Regions from separate parts of the Zea mays genome. Here all the other regions are linked to region 3. Evidence: chromatin contacts called from public ChIA-PET and Hi-C data. All regions are on one chromosome and are shown on one strand. Each heading gives the region's core, a stretch centred on a gene start, on an enhancer-like site or on the middle of the called end of the contact. The rest is flanking DNA. Distances are from core to core; before and after follow the strand shown. Region 1 holds the start of LOC100282295. Region 2 holds the start of LOC100279169 (DUF4228 domain protein). Region 3 holds the start of LOC100285304.

Region 1 (2,946 bases), core at 202-2,701, 370 kb before region 3:
AAAACCAAGGTGCATCTCAAGCAGCTGTTAGAGATGAAAAATTGGCAAAAGTAACAGTTGTGCTACATCTCAATACAAATAGCATCCTAAATGAAGCGCAACAGGAATCAAAGTTGTGCAGTTGCTCAGGTAACCGCTCAGGAGGAAATAATGAAAGAATATTTCCCAGGTTCATACAGCAGTAATCTGCTCTCAGAAGGTATTACGTCTCATCATAGCAACAGCCTAAACCTCAGCAGGAGAACGCTTGATATTAAGATTAAGTTCAACTTCAATGTAAACTCCATGTAACTCTAGTAAAATAATAGACTGATCAACTGGACCAACATGAACAAAAACATTATGAATATCATCTGTACAAAGACAAGAAAAATAACAGCTGCAAGAATTCATACACACCGCAGCAGCAAACGGGGACTAAATGTGTTTTCAAATCACAAGTAGAAACAAATTCCAGCAGGGTAATGACAAGCTCACAACCCTTCAAGACTTGAGAGAAAATTAAGTGGCCTTGGATATAAAAAAAAAGGCTATGCACCAAATCCTTTTGATAACTAGTTACAATAGGTTTATAAAACCAGGACGTCCCATTACCACACTACCGCAAGAGACTTTCACAAATGGCTTAGATATCTTTCATCCTAGCTAACAGGATTTGCTAGTACCGCGAGCATGAGCCACTACTAGTACGGCACTAGAAAACCAGGCAAAAACAATTAGCATGTAGGAACCAAGTTCAGCGACTAGAACAGACCATACAAAAATTTCGCATCCAGGAACTAACTTCACAACCTAAGATAGATTTCACCTATCCGGAACAACCAATGAAGTCGGCAGCTACATGATTCCGGTATCAACCAATGACCACTCTGACGCATCTGCACAATCAACCGAACGGGACGACGGAAGAGGGACATCAAGTAAATCATCTTACCCCCTTGGTGGAGGTCTGCCGGTGGCGCTTGGGCTTCTTGATGCCGTTCTTGTGCGCCTTGTACGACTGGTTGTGCGCCGTGTGGTTCTTCGACTTGGCCATCTCTTCCGGATCCCTGCAAACAAAAGGCGACTCAGAGTAAGGGGGAGGTGGATTGACGGTGAAGACGAACAACACATCTAGTAGGAACAGATCGAGCGGAGTGCCGGAGAGTTACCGAAGCGAGGATCGCGAGCAACGAATTGTCCGGTGGCGCTTAGGGTTTTTGTGATTGGCGAGAAGAGCAGGATTATGTACGGGCGTATGCTAAATGACCTTGTTGACCTCGGTGCCTTCCCGCATTTCGATCGTGAGATGATGACGGGTTTGCACGAATCGCCAAGCTGAGGATTACAATTATGGGCCTTTAGAGTACGTAGATGGCCCAATGAACTCATGAAATAGGGTAGCTTTTTCATTTATATATTTAAAAATATTTGAAATTTCAGAATATTATCGGCATTCACGACTTGACAGAAATGAGTGTTTACCGTCCGGTGGAGGTTTCATCCCTGCCACTCGGTGGGTGCCAGGGTGTGGTAGCTCCCCTGTTGACAAGGTGGTGGGGCAACAGGTGCCTGTCAGTGGTGGCAGCGTGTCTTCCTCTGACCAGAGTTTCGTTGATCCATGACTTTGATCATGTTGTTTTTTCTTTATTTTCATATTCTTGCTTATTTTTGTGTTCAAGTTGTATAATGTCATTCCCAAACTTCACAAGTCTTAATGATATACATTTTTAGAGAGAGAATATGCTGCAACTTGACCCTTTTGAGACTAATAATTTGCTTGAGTTCATCATGTTTAGTCTCAAAGGTGAATTAGAAGGGAAAATATGAATTTGGACAAAGGAAGATGCTTCCACTCCATAAACGACATCAAGGTTCCTTGTTTCAGATTCCCTTGGGTTCTCATTGCTACTTGCTTTGATTTGCTTTTTTGTGAGGCAACGGGGTTAGACCTTAGTTTCTCTATTTGGTGCTTAATACCAAAGGGGGAGAAAAATTAGAGGCTAAAGCAACTAGATCAACCACCATTTGAGTTTTAAAAATATTTTTGAGATTTAAACTTGTCTTTTGATTCAAAACCCTCTTGATATCAAAGAGATGTCCTCTTATTGTGAAAATTATTCTCTTATGGGGGAGAAACTTGTTGTCGGATATCATAATTAGGGGTACCCAGATTATGTCCCTAAAGCATACCTCACACCTGAGTACCAGAGAATCATAAGCCTCGAGCCCGGCCTCGGCCAAAGATCTCAGGACCACAAAGCATGCACATTAAATGTGACTGATACAAATACCTGCTCCGCCAATGACGCTGCAATCAACGAAGGACGACGAAACTGCAGCCAAATCTACTTTCACCGCCCACGATGACGCACGTCGCGAATACCGCGCATTGTTCCCACGCTCCGGTCACTATTTTCAAAAACTCCGGATAAGACATACGACGACTAGAAACAGTCTCAACCTCGCTCGAAGTCGGCCTCGATAGGAAACTCCGCCTCGCCCAAGCTCAGTCTCGGCCAACTGTCCTGGCAGTGGCACATTAAATGCCACCAACTCCCCGCGAATCCCACATGAGGCCACTCCGACTATTGTTGTGACCACTCCCAGCATGGCTACGTGCCCATGTGCAGACCCGACCTCGGTCTCAGGAGAAGTCTCCATCTCGCCCGAGTATGCCCTCGGCCAGCAAGCATCAACAGAAGAACATACGACGCCGTCAATCCTCCCGCAAAAACCGCTGGCTACAGAAACCATAAGGATGGTGTCAAGTATGCTTTAAACCATTTCACATGACACACGAGCCGGATTACCAGGCACTTTTCGTCATACTAGTCGTTATTTCAACCAGTATGACTCAGACATCTTGCCCACAGGATGGGCTCGAGCACGCATCCGAGCCCCGACCCTAGCCTCGGCTCTCTGCTTGGTCAAAATACGGGATATAGGAATCAGACTTCCTCCTCC
Region 2 (2,717 bases), core at 44-2,543, 350 kb before region 3:
TAGTTTGTTGGTCGTTGTTAGCCTGTAGTCGCAATTATGACTGCACTGGGGTTTCATTGTAAGGCATATATATATATTACTCCATCTTGAAGGTCGTTGAAAGAGATGGATTATCTTACTTTTTTCTTTAGTCGTCCGTCCAGACGAATTCAACACGCACGAGGAAAGTAATTTCCACTTCCATCAACCACTAACATTGACATTTCTTAATTTAGTTAAATGCGTGAGCAAGCCTAAATTTGTCAGGTGATGCCACCGGATCTCCAAACTTTGAAAATGTATTTCCGAATCTCCAAATTTTGAAAATGTATTTCTAGGTAGTTGAACTTATTAAGTGATACGCTATAGTTGTCGGTATAATATAGAAATTGACATGATGCATCATTTTACAAGTTTAGAGATATGTGGTAAATCGTTTAACAAATTTAAGAAGTTAGAAATTTATTTTCAAAGTTTATGGATCTAAATGACATCTCTTGACAAATTCAGAGACCATCTATACATTTTACTCTTCTGATTTCTTATAAATGACTGCACCAAAGAGGGTTATGCCTTTACAGGGTGTATGCACAACTTGCCCTTCCATCGTCACCGGAAGGAAGAACAAGAAAAAAGAATATGCATGTATGAATGAATGAATGGGGTTCCTATTCTCTCTCTAAGAAAAAAAACTATATTTCCCTTCTTAAGGAAAACCTAGGCCTCATAGATAGTCTGTAGGGCGGGTTGCCATTGCCTGGGCCCAAATCCATGATCGTGGTTGCCCTCGCCGTTGACGTCGGGAAAGACCCTCTTGCCGCCTCCAGGACTGCTCTTGGTCGAATTCTTCTTCCCGCAGACCAACCGCGCGATGGCCTCGACTTCACGGTCTCCCAGCCGCGCACCGGCCCGGCCGGCCGGCACGAGGAGGTACACCACGCCAGCTCGCAGGAGCTCGTCGGCCGCCATCGCCCGCACCCGCCGCTCTCTCGCCACGTCCGTGGCGCGAGCCACCACGTGCCCCGGCGCGTCGATCATCAGCTCTGCGACCCCGGTGTTCTTGTCCACCAACGTCCGGCTGCCGTCCGGCTCGACGACTAGAGGCCGCGCGCCGGCACCGTTCGCGACGCACTGCGAGACGAGGTTGCCCATCCCGTGTCCGGACTACTCGCTACTGGCAGGCAACCAACGGAGCTTAATTTGGTTCCGTTCCTCCTGGGAATCGAGAGACCGAGCTCCAATTGAGCTGAGCTCTTGCTTGTGAGTCGTGAGCAGAGCTGATGGATGACTTGGTTGGATGTGCTGCTTGGTTTTGGTGGGTGCGCCTGCACGGGGTCGATCTGCTTTAAATCGTGGGTGTGCAGACGATCCGAGGAAGCTTCCTGGAAGGCGCCTGGTTCGGCCTGCGGCTGACACGTGGAAGAGCTGAGTGCGTGGAGGTGGAGCGTGTCAGCGTTTGTGACTGGCCGTTGCGGGGAGTGGAAGTGGACTCAGGAGTGCTCGGTAGGAACCTTGACTCGGCGTTGCCCGCGCATCAACGAAAACAACACGGGAGGCTGATTTTTGAATGGCGATGGTGGAAAATTTAGGTCATTAATTAAACAATATCATAATATACTGGTCCATCATAGGAAGTGATTAACTATTTATGTCACCCATTCAAACCTTTGTCGCATGCGATTAATAGTTAGTGCAGTTTAATATGAATTTATCAAGCATGATAATAATGTCACACCTCGATTTAAGGGCAAATCTGGTCCCGAATCAAATGTGTGTTGTGATTAAGTCTCACACATATAATGACTCATGATACAGAAACGAATATCACATCTCTAATATATATATATATATATATATATATATATATATATATATATATATATATATATATATATATATATATATATATATATATATATATACTACTCTATAAGAGTGTAGTGTAGACGTTCACAACCCGTGGTGCACGGGTCTGCCTCCGACACCCTCTCGCCCGCGCTCCGTTGATCTCGCGGTCCTCGCCCAGCCTCAGTAAACCACTCTCGCATGTTGGCCGCGCGTTGCCTGCCTCCCTCGCTCTCTATTGATGGAAGGACACAATTCAGGGAAGCCTCCGCAGCCGCCCTGCCATTCTCGCCCTCGCCCAACACTCCGCCCTGCCATTCTCGCCCTCGCCCAACACTCCATCGATGGAAGGGCATGGTTCCAGGGATTGCCTCCCCAGCAGATCCCACAATCCTCGCCCCGCCTGCTCGCCGCCACCATCCACAAGGCAACACCATGCCCCCGCTCCTCTACCATCCACGCCATCCTCGCCCCACGCCCGCCCACACACCTCGCCATCCTTGCCCTCCTCCGCGCAGGTCCTCGGTGCCCCTTCCCCCACCCCTGTCGTCCCCGCATATTCGGATCCGGGGTTCGCTCGGGTTGCCTCGCCTCGCCGGGGACCCACCATGGCGGTCAGGGAGCATGGTGGGTGGGGGAGATGGGGAGGAGCGGAGGAAGCATGGCGTCCTCTAGGAAGAAGCACAGCCGCAGCCGCCCGCAGGCTATGGACGATGACATCGACAGCTCCTGCTCCACCCCGTTCGCCAGCGCGCCGTCCAGCCCCGGACGTCCCCACGCCATCGGCGGCGGAAGCGGAGGCGGAGGCTACTTCTTCAGCGCGCCGGCCAGCCCCATCCACCACCTCCTCTCGACCTCGTGCTCGGCCTCCGCGACTCCCAGCACCGGTGGGC
Region 3 (3,034 bases), core at 241-2,740:
AATGTGCTTTGGGGGTTGCTTGGGTTCACCTTAAAACCAAAGGGCTAAATGCATTTAGGGTTAATGTCCGCACACCAACCTTACTCTAATATCAAAGAGGTCGTAAGGGACCTTGTGCTCAAACTCTAGCCACTATAGACAATAGAACTTGAGTTATACATTTGGAGATGGACAGAGAAGCCATTAGAGCGATGTAGGTTGACACTAATTAAGACCATTGAGACAACGGTGGTGGCGTTTAGCTAGCGATGTAAGAGACGAACCAGGTTTTGTTATAAGTGTACGAGAGAGGAGGCTAGCACCAATATTGGTTTGCATGCTAACCCTTATGCTCACCCTATTTATATAAGTGGTGTGAAAGAGACCTACAACTATAAGATTATTGCGCCCTTGATCGGAGCATATAGACGAGTATGGGTTGATTCCTTAATCAAGTTGAGATTGAACCTCGATAGAGATAACCCGGTTTACGCTGGAGACGGATGCATCCTTTCCTTGGTAAAGGCAGCAATAGACGGGGACGCGTATCATGTGTCACGAATGGGTGGTATAATCACTGAACTCAAACACATTGGGTATGTTTGGGAACTCAGTTTCTCGAAACCACAGTTTATAATACCACATTTCATTGTATGCTATGACATAAACTAATGGTATATTTTACATCAGTTCAATCCAACACATGTTTGGAGACACAATGTTTCAGTTGTGGTGTAGAAGAAAATATGAATGCAATTACGTGCAAGGCCAAAGTTTTTTTTAACAAAAAATACCGTGGTACTCCATGATTTAAAATATATTGTTTTCAGATGTGCTCCCAAACATATTTTGATTTAAAATATCATGGTATGCTCAACTATCATGGTTTTATTTAGGAACTAAGGAAACACTGTTTCAAACAGACCCTTGACCACGACGATGCAATAAAGTAGCCCGCGTTTGGCTACCTTTAGGTGCTCAAGTGGCCATCAAACGATTTTAGTTAGGATGATGTGCCTCACTTTCTTTGTTGAGGATTCGGTGGAGAAAATAAATTTGCTTTGCCTAAATAAAAAAAATGAATTAACGGATCGAGGCGACGACCGATGGAGGAGGAGATGTATCCACCTCCCGCTGCGCACACGATCCTGGTCCTGGACACGCGGCCAGGGCGCCCGGCTGCGGCCGGAGCCACTTGTCGCGCGGGATGGTAGCGTCCAGAGGCACGTCGCCGTCGCCATCGCCGCGGTAGAGAAGGCCAGGCTGAGCAGGAAGATCTCGCACGCCGCGTGACGTACAAGTACAACCATGTGTGTGAGACCAAACTCCCCGCCCGCGCCGCACCGCTTCCTAGTTCCTTTCCTGAAACGGTCGCCTGGACATCAACTATGCTGATGGATCAACGAACGTGATACGGGTCTCCTGTCCTCTCCTCTCTCTCTCTCTCTCTCTCTCTCTCTCTCTCTCTCTCCACCGGCTATATCATCGTACTGCCTTCGTCTCTTCCGTCAGTAGCTGCAGATTTCTGTCTGGTACAGGTAGGTAGGTCTCATCTCATCTGGAACTGGAACGTTCCAGAATTGCCTCCTCTCTCTATCTATGCTCCACCTTCCGTCATTCCCGGCCACCAAGGATTCGATCGATGTGTAATCCTGCCTTGCAGGTTGTCGTATACGTTGCGTGTTGCTGCTTGCTGGGGAGAGGGGAGCGCTGTTGCAGATGGCAAGCTTCAACCAAGAGAGCAGAGCAGGCACACAGAGGGAGGAGGTAATAACTGCCACCATCTCCGTGCTTAATCTCTCCGAATAGCCTGATCCTACGTACGCTAGCTGTTCCATTGTCTACTACGAAAGAACACATACTATATGTGCGTATCAGTAGTTATCCGCCCATTCGGAGGTCAGCTCCTTGGCTTGCTGTGGATACTACCTGAGAGAAGGTATTCCTACCATGGGCAGACATTGCAGGTCGTCCAGATGAAGGTCTCTATGTTTTTTCTGTTTTGTTTCAAAATTACAAAATATGAATTTCCTATTCTCGCTCGTTCGGTCCATGCTGCATTCATGGTTGTTTTTCCCCCTGGCCTGTACTATATGTGTAGAAGAAGCGGGATAGAAAACGATATGGAGAAGAAGAAAACCACTGGCCGTGTTTCCGATTCGTTTGTCGTAGAGAGACCAAATGCCAGTTTGGTTCTCTCCTTTGTTCGTCGGACCGGGGAGGAGGAACCGAAATTCGAACGTTCGTCGCTCCGAATATTCCGCGGCGAAACGTGCCTCCGGTCCGGGTACTTTAGACGACTTGGCTAGGTCAACCCCGAGGAACTCACTGAGACTTTTATTATATTTGGGCCTCATATGTTTCAAATGAGCCGCTGCCGACCAAGATCCTTGGTCCACACGTAGAAGCCCACGGGGCGAAAGGCCACACGGTTTTTTTTTTCTTGTTTGCATCATCAGGTTATTAAAGTCTGCAGTGTTGATTCAGTCCTATTATTATTACTTGACATGCGACGTCTTCACTTGAGAAATCGGCCCGGAATGGTTTTTCCAAGAGGTTTGTGTGATTTTCCAGGGTTAATTGCTGGAAACAACGACTTGGCCTTTTTTTGGTTTTTCCTCTCGCTGTCGACAGCGTCGTTGGCGTAGTCGTAGTAGTATATATTAGCACGGTGGGGGTTAAACTATTGCCCTGTGGAGATGCATGTTAAGATCCGAACTCTACTCAACTCAGATTGTCGATCTATAATTTTCTTGTTTTGCAGGCACCTCTACAGGGCAAGTACGGAGGCATTTCTCCGAAGAAGGCGCTCATCAACAAGGACCACGAGCGCGCCTACTTCGACTCCGCAGATTGGGTGCTCGGCAAGGTAGCAAATTACTCGTCAACTCAACTGGTCGCAGCCCAAAGACCGCGCGTGAGTAACCGCGGGCGATATACTCACATGTCAGAGCTAACCCCACCCCCCCTGGTGGGTGTCTGCAGCAGCAAGGCGTGAGCAGCAACAGCCCGACGACGGTGCCCGCAGCCGAGCCCCTCAAGCCCAAGCTGCAGG

The links. A called contact is a pair of places that touch in the nucleus more often than the background predicts. ChIA-PET counts read pairs in DNA pulled down with a chosen protein or histone mark.
Region 1: a Hi-C map of leaf shows a contact between it and region 3, with 6 times the contacts expected there. The contact joins the promoter of LOC100282295 here to the promoter of LOC100285304 in region 3. A contact is called at or near these places in 9 of 25 Hi-C or Micro-C datasets (bundle sheath, ear, leaf and 3 more) and 1 of 3 datasets of contacts at active chromatin or transcription factors (leaf).
Region 2: a contact with region 3 is called in an RNA polymerase II ChIA-PET map of seedling, with 10 times the contacts expected there. The contact joins the promoter of LOC100279169 here to the promoter of LOC100285304 in region 3. A contact is called at or near these places in 6 of 25 Hi-C or Micro-C datasets (bundle sheath, ear, leaf and 2 more) and 1 of 3 datasets of contacts at active chromatin or transcription factors (seedling).

Annotation. Positions count from the first base shown.
Region 1 is chr8:37,488,297-37,491,242 of Zm-B73-REFERENCE-NAM-5.0, reverse strand. It overlaps LOC100282295, which reads right to left and starts at 1,451. Exons shown (of 3, transcript NM_001368947.1): 1 at 1,152-1,451; 2 at 935-1,049. The coding sequence starts at 1,392. It overlaps LOC111590055 (small nucleolar RNA snoR128), which reads right to left and starts at 221; the gene lies at 122-221. It also overlaps a transcript of LOC100194015 not described here.
Region 2 is chr8:37,469,232-37,471,948 of Zm-B73-REFERENCE-NAM-5.0, reverse strand. LOC100279169 (DUF4228 domain protein) reads right to left here and starts at 1,293. Exons shown (of 1, transcript NM_001152197.1): 1 at 500-1,293. The coding sequence starts at 1,131. The coding sequence ends at 697.
Region 3 is chr8:37,115,100-37,118,133 of Zm-B73-REFERENCE-NAM-5.0, reverse strand. It overlaps LOC100285304, which reads left to right and starts at 1,490. Exons shown (of 5, transcript NM_001367220.1): 1 at 1,490-1,517; 2 at 1,643-1,746; 3 at 2,744-2,848; 4 at 2,965-3,033. The coding sequence starts at 1,699.